2 separate regions of the Mus musculus genome follow, and region 2 is linked to region 1. The links are chromatin contacts, called in public HiChIP or PLAC-seq maps. All regions are on one chromosome and are shown on one strand. Each heading gives the region's core, a stretch centred on a gene start, on an enhancer-like site or on the middle of the called end of the contact. The rest is flanking DNA. Distances are from core to core; before and after follow the strand shown. Region 1 overlaps Rapgef4 (Rap guanine nucleotide exchange factor (GEF) 4). Region 2 has its middle 17 kb from the start of Cdca7.

Evidence for each region. HiChIP or PLAC-seq counts read pairs in DNA pulled down with a chosen protein or histone mark.
Region 2: an H3K4me3 HiChIP or PLAC-seq map of the SCID.adh cell line shows a contact between it and region 1, with 9 read pairs. The contact joins two enhancer-like sites. A contact is called at or near these places in 4 of 39 promoter capture datasets (the 3T3-L1 cell line, embryonic stem cells, maxillary cranial neural crest and 1 more), 5 of 115 datasets of contacts at active chromatin or transcription factors (the SCID.adh cell line, T-cell acute lymphoblastic leukemia, embryonic basal ganglia and 2 more) and 2 of 9 other capture datasets (adipose tissue and embryonic stem cells).

Annotation. Positions count from the first base shown.
Region 1 is chr2:72,201,934-72,205,259 of GRCm38.p6, forward strand. The region is part of intron 15 of Rapgef4 (Rap guanine nucleotide exchange factor (GEF) 4); the gene reads left to right. Among named protein-coding and RNA genes, the nearest start is that of Map3k20, 82 kb to the right of the region's middle. Within about 2 kb of position 1,893, at least 42 of the 459 cell types and tissues checked have an H3K27ac peak or open chromatin away from gene starts, as enhancers often do. A contact at or near this core is called in the SCID.adh cell line, where this site is marked.
Region 2 is chr2:72,491,672-72,494,667 of GRCm38.p6, forward strand. No RefSeq gene overlaps it. Among named protein-coding and RNA genes, the nearest start is that of Cdca7, 17 kb to the left of the region's middle. Within about 2 kb of position 1,555, at least 11 of the 459 cell types and tissues checked have an H3K27ac peak or open chromatin away from gene starts, as enhancers often do. A contact at or near this core is called in the SCID.adh cell line, where this site is marked.

The DNA.
Region 1 (3,326 bases), core at 643-3,142:
TCCCTTTGTTGGCAAGTACAGTGGGGTTCCCTTTATCAGCGCGCTCACCCAAACTGATGAGTTCCTATTGTTTCCACTAAAAGCCTATGACTCCGATGTTTTCATCTGGGTAAGTCAACATATTTGAGAAGAAGACAGGAAGAAACATATTATTAAATAAGCACTGTATGCTTTGTAGATTGTCTCTAATCCTTACAACAACCCTGTTTAAGGGATGGAGGCATTTCGCTTGCTCAAGGACTCCTTAAACCCATGACTCTCAACCTTCCTAACACTGTAGCCCTTCAGTACAGTTCCGCATGTTGTGGTGACCTCCAACTGTAAAATTATTTTTGTTGCTACTTCATAACTATAATATTGCTACTGTCATGAATCTGAATGTAAATATCTGATATCTGACCCCTCTGAAGGAGCTGACAACCCACATTCCCCCACCCTGAAGAGGTTATGACTCATAGGTTGAGAACCACTACCTTAAAGGGAAGTTCAACTTGGCCGCCTTCCACACCTCTGGTCCCCATTCTTCCTAGATTCTCTTATCAAACGAGAGTAGTGTGCTGCATGGGTGACAAAATACGCAGAGTGGGGGCTTGCATCAGGACATATCCATCTGTCTCACGCCCGTGGGAATTCCTTACACAATACAGAATGGCTACTATTTATGTCACAGTTACTATCAGTAAATATGAGGTGCTATCTGTAAGTCTTCAGTTCGAGGTGCCTTCCCCTTTATGAATTCAGTGGAATGAAAACTCAAACCAAAGGTGATAGAAGAGACTGTGTGTCTGACTTTTATTTTAATACTGTACCGGTTTTCTACTGGTGTCCTGCCATCCGGTCCAAATTTCTTACATAATTTAAAGATAATGCACGTGTGAACATTTGTAGCAAGCTATTTGTATCGTGCACTGGGTACAAAAGAATACACCACAAAGTCATCTTCCAAAAGAACGCAAAGCTTCTCTCTCCTAAGAGGTTACTTCCCCAGACTGACTGGAAATAAAAGGAGAGCCTGGGAGTAAATTTTATGGCTGATGTTCTCATCAACCTTAACAACATATCAACAACCGTGTCTGCAGACACACAGTTGAGGGTATCTGTCTCTGTGGAAGTTGTTCTTTTTAAACTCAGAGAACATCATCACATTGGTGGCAATAATGTTATTTTTCTGATTTATGCCCCGCCCCATCCCGAGAAACCTAGGTTAGTTTATGTATACACTTGAAGCTTGAAAAACTGCCTGACTCTGCCCAAGCCACTGAACAGTGGATGCTTCATGGATGCTGATATTAAGTCAGTGGTCTGGATGATGCAGTTACCATGATACCCACTTTGGGGGATGTCTTGGTCCCTGGGTTGTGAGAATTCAGTAATTTGAGACGATTGTCCTGTTCATGTTGGGGCCATGCCCTTTTCTTTAGACTAGTTTTCCTGCTCAACAGTCCCCAGCTTGTTCACAGGAAGAGCAGCAAAAAAGTTCCTCCACCCCTGGCCCTTGCTTTGGTTGTTCTAAATGCAGACTTGGTATTAGGGAAAAAATTTTCTCTCACAAGTTTAAAACAACCTGCTGACTGATACAATGTAGCCAACTGGGGTGAGTTTTTGATCAGAACGGGAGTAGCTTCTGCTTGCCATAAACTGACAAAGGTTGTGCCATCTGGTCTCAATCGCTCTTAACCCCTATAGAGCAAGGGCTCAGGTCGTAGACACCTGCCTGTTTCTGGTATGATGTAAAGCCAGAATCTGGTGTTTTGGGCAAAACTGGGGCCATCCAGAGGTTTCTAAGCCCTCTTTTCCTCTTCAGTCCCCTGCCCCCACTCCTGAGTTCTGTGGCAAATATAGGCTGGGTAAGGAAAGCACAGAGCTGAACCACTAGAGGGCGTCAGGGACCAAAGAAAGATCTTGTGGGGTGTGACTGGCCAGCCAGGCAAAGCCTGAAAGAAGACACTTGCTCTCTGTTGAGGTGACAGCTTGTGTGGCTTGCCCGTGGGTCTTTTGTCTACGTGATCAGGCGGAACACCCTACCTAAGGGAAGTCCAAACAAGGAGAGCCAGAGAATAAACAAAGTGCTTCAGAATGGAAGTTCTGACAATCCGACGCGTAGCCCGTGGATCTCGCTATCCAGACAACACGTGAAGTAACAGGCTCATTCAGGGGTCAGTTAAGGAGTGCATTTATACCCTTATTCAAATAAAAACTGCTTTCGAAAGCCTCCTTGAAGAGGAAGACTTTTAATTACACAGTGAATTTCCTGTTCAAAATGGGCTGTTGACAGCCAGACCTGGTCCCTTCTACACATAGAGCATCTTGCTGCATAGGCAAACAAAAACAAACATCAAACAAACAAAAATCAGCCGCACAGTCGCATTCTCTAGTGTTTGCCAGTTTCTCCACCTGCAGTGTAGAGGTGGTATTAACTAGCAGGAGCAAGTAAACAAGGAGCCTCATTCCGCACCCACCTCATTGTTGGGGACATAGTAAACACCAGAAAGGTGTAGAATACTCTCCCCACTCCGCTTCCCGATTTATCTGGCCATACGCTCCTCCTCATGTAGAGAGTCCTGTTCATATATTCGAGCTGTGCCTCCGTAGGAGAGCACTTGCCTAGCGCTCATACGGCCCGGAGTTCAACCTCCAGGGCTGCCACACTTGCTCTGTCCCCATGTCCTCAGGATCGTCTGCTATCACTTCTCGTCCATCCCTCAGGCAGGAGGTAAGACCCGCTGATGCTGATGAGGGGCTCTTGCCATCTCTATGCACCTCCTCCACAGCCTCGAGCAGGCAAGAAAGGCACAGAGGTGAAGGGGCTAAGGAAGCTGGGTTTGCTCCGAGCTCCATCCTGTCTCTGCTTCCTGAACACGAGAGAATGCTCTTTGCATTGTTATATTCCCTTCCCATCATCCCGCCAAGCAGGAAGGCAGGGTCTGGGTGCTACTGGGGATACCTACACGATCTTCATGTGTTCTGCCCATCTACAGCAAGCGCTTACACTGTCTGCATTCCGACTTTAACTCACGTTCAATCTCAAAATCAACTTGCTCTTGTTGATTGGAGGGTTGGAGGGCACCCCGAATAGATCCCTCAAAATAATGACTAACGCAGCCCCCTAAAATAATTCGTAATTGATATTGAGTAATTTGCATCCAGGTTTCTGCTTCTGATCTAATTCCTGTCCGTGATGCCCCCCGGGTTTGTTTGCTCACTGGTACTTGGGCCTTTTGGTTTCCTTTGCTTTATTATTATTAGAGGATTTCCAAAGCGCGTAGCAGTGCGGAGGTGGAAAGGAGGAGCGTTCCAGAAATCAGCATGAAAATCCAGTGTGACAC
Region 2 (2,996 bases), core at 305-2,804, 290 kb after region 1:
TCCTGCTCCATTACAGTCCAACATTGAGGAAAATAAAGCCAGGAACCAAGGAGGGGAGACAAGCTTACTGGTTTGCCCCAGGGGCTTGTACAACTCACTTTCCTGTCCAATACAGGAATACCTGCTAGGGGTGTGTGTCACTGCCACCGAGGGCTGGGCCCTCCCACATCAGTCATTAACCAGAACTTGCCCTGCAGACGTGCTCACCAGCCAATCAGAAAATGCCCTGCCGCAGGCTCATCAGCTAATCCACCGGAAGCAGTTCCACAGTTAAATTCCTGCTTTCCAGAAGTCTATCACCTAGTGTCTGCCCTGTTTCTCAGGCTTACGGGTGCTGTAGAACGCATCACGTTTCCTACTTCTGCTTAAATGATGTTCTTGGCCTGGTGTGCTGGCGCATGCCTTTAATCCCAGCACTCTGGAAACGGAGGCAAGCAGATCTCTGAGTTCAAGTCCAGCTTGGTCTACAGAGCAAGTTCCAGGACAGCCGGGACTACACAGAGAACCCCTGTCTCAAAAAACAAAATCAAACCAAAAAGAAACAAAGACGTTATTTCAAAGATGTTTAAATTTTATGTATGAGTGTTTCCCTATATATATGTAAGTTCACTGTATGCATACAATGTTCATAACAGAAACCCAATTAGGACATAAGCCTCGCTTCATATGCAAGTTACATTTTAAATTTTTTATTTTATTTTTTTGTTCCATTTATTTTGAAGGCTATAAATGTCTCTTAATTCCTTATTATAGGAAAATGGGACTTCATAATTGAAGTCACCCATAAGCCTACCACTCGCCAATTGCTACAGTTCGAGTTTGGCTTCTTGGGCTGAAGATAACGTTTACTACTGTATTAAGCGACATAATTACATTGGCTTTCCTTCAGTTAGGCATCTCAGCCTTTAGCCTCAAAGGAGAGTATCACCATGGATGGTATTCTCTATTTAAGACAAAAATGATTTAATCATATTATTTTATGTTTGAGTGCCTGTATACATTTAAGTGTAACTGTAAATATATTATTTCTGCTTTACCTACACAGATGTATGTATACAGGAATGGGTGGGGAGACCACAGGACAACTTGTGGGAACTGGTTCTCTCCTACGCACGGGTCCTTAGGTTTGAAGTCGAGTTGTCAGGTTTTATGGCAAGTGCCTTTACCCATCTCACTGGCTCAGTTTTCTATTTGAACAGTACAGTGATTATTCAAAGCTGTATCACTCTTTATGTGTGTGATAGTTGGGAACAAACCCGCTGTTTCTTATAAGCTAGGCAGGTGTTTTCTCACTGAGCTACACCAGAGACTTGTGAATTAAAGTTTTCTTCTCCCTTCTTAGAAACTTCAGCTCTTCTCCCAGGTTTACAGTTCACCTTTCCCTCCTAACACTTTACCCTCTTGCCATTCAGTCCAGGTCTCTCATCTGTGTATCGCTTCTCGGTCATTCCACTTTGCCTGGAATCCTCTTCTCGAGAAGGCACACTTGTCCCCGTTTTGTGCTGCACACTTGTCTTGCCGGGGTGACGTAATGGTTAGTATTCTTTGTCAACCTGATAAGATCTAGCGTCACGGAGGAGACGTTCCGCTGCTGGGCATGCGCAAACACTGATCAGGATGGCTGACCAGGTGCCTCAGTTTCCTGCGGCCATCCTCTCCCTGCTGTGAACTACCCGGGACTGTGAGCTTCCTTAAGCTGCTGTTGTTAGGGTCTTTTGTGATAGCCACAGGAAAGGTAACTAATAGCCATCGTTCTCTAATGTTCATTTCCCTTCTGCTGGTTTCCTCTCTCGTTTTACTGAAGACTTCCTCCGGCAGTTTCCCCCAGAAAGAGTAGGAGAGACATCCTTGCATGCATTGGAAATTATTTTGTTTACAAACCTGATTAGTAGCTTGGATGGAATGAGGATTTGAAGTAGAATTGTTTCTCTTGGTTTTCCTGCTTGCGTTCTTCGGCACCCAGAATCTATTCTGGGTGGCTAAAGAAAGATGCTTCTGGTGTCAGCATGTATTTTTCTCTTGATGCTTTTGAGATTTGATTTTTCTGAGTACTGAAACTTCACAATGAAGCATCTTGGTGGCTTTTGCTTTGCTGGCCCCCTCCCCTGTTTATTCTGACCAACACTCTTCAGTTAAAATTATCCTATTCCGGCCAGGCATAATGGTACCTGCCTTTTATCCCAGCACTGGGAAGCAGGTGGATCTATGCGAGTTTGGGGAGTGAGTTAGTTCCAGGATATCCAGAGCTGCACAGAGAAACCTTGTTTTGAAAAACCAAAACCAAAACCAAGTCCTACTTTTCTAGGGAAAATTTTCTATTATTAAATATAACTTACTTCCCTCAATTTTGTTGTTACTTATGTGTGTGTATGTGTGTGTGTGTGTGGTTTTATTCTCTCTTTCCTATGTTCCAGATCTTCTGTATGGATTCCATGTTTTCATCTCTTTCATTCATGTAGACTCCTACATCTAGTGAGGTTGCAAATCCTTAACCTAGGTTCAATCATGTAGAATTGCTATTTATGTACAACAACATGATCAAATACCAGGAATTTCATATAATTCAATTAACACTGTTTTTTAGTAATATTTTTAACTTTCAAGAGTCCCTTCTTGTCCTGTCATTATTCATTTTCCATAGAATCTATTTTAAATTTCTTTAAGAATACTCTTAAAAGAAAAAGTCTTTTCAGGCTGGCAAGATGGCTTAGCAGGTAAGAGTACTGACTGCTCTACCGAAGGTCCTGAGTTCAAATCCCACAACCATACGGTGGCTCACAACCACCCGTATTGAGATCTGATGCCCTCTTCTGGTGCGTCTGAAGACAGCTACAATGTACTTATGTATAATAATAAATAAATCTTTGGGCCCGAGGGAGCAGAGTTGACCGGAGTGAGCAGGGTTGACTGGAGCAAACAGAGGTCCTAAAAAAATTCCATGAAGGCTCACAACCATCTGACCCATCTGTATAGCTACGGTGTACTCATATATATAA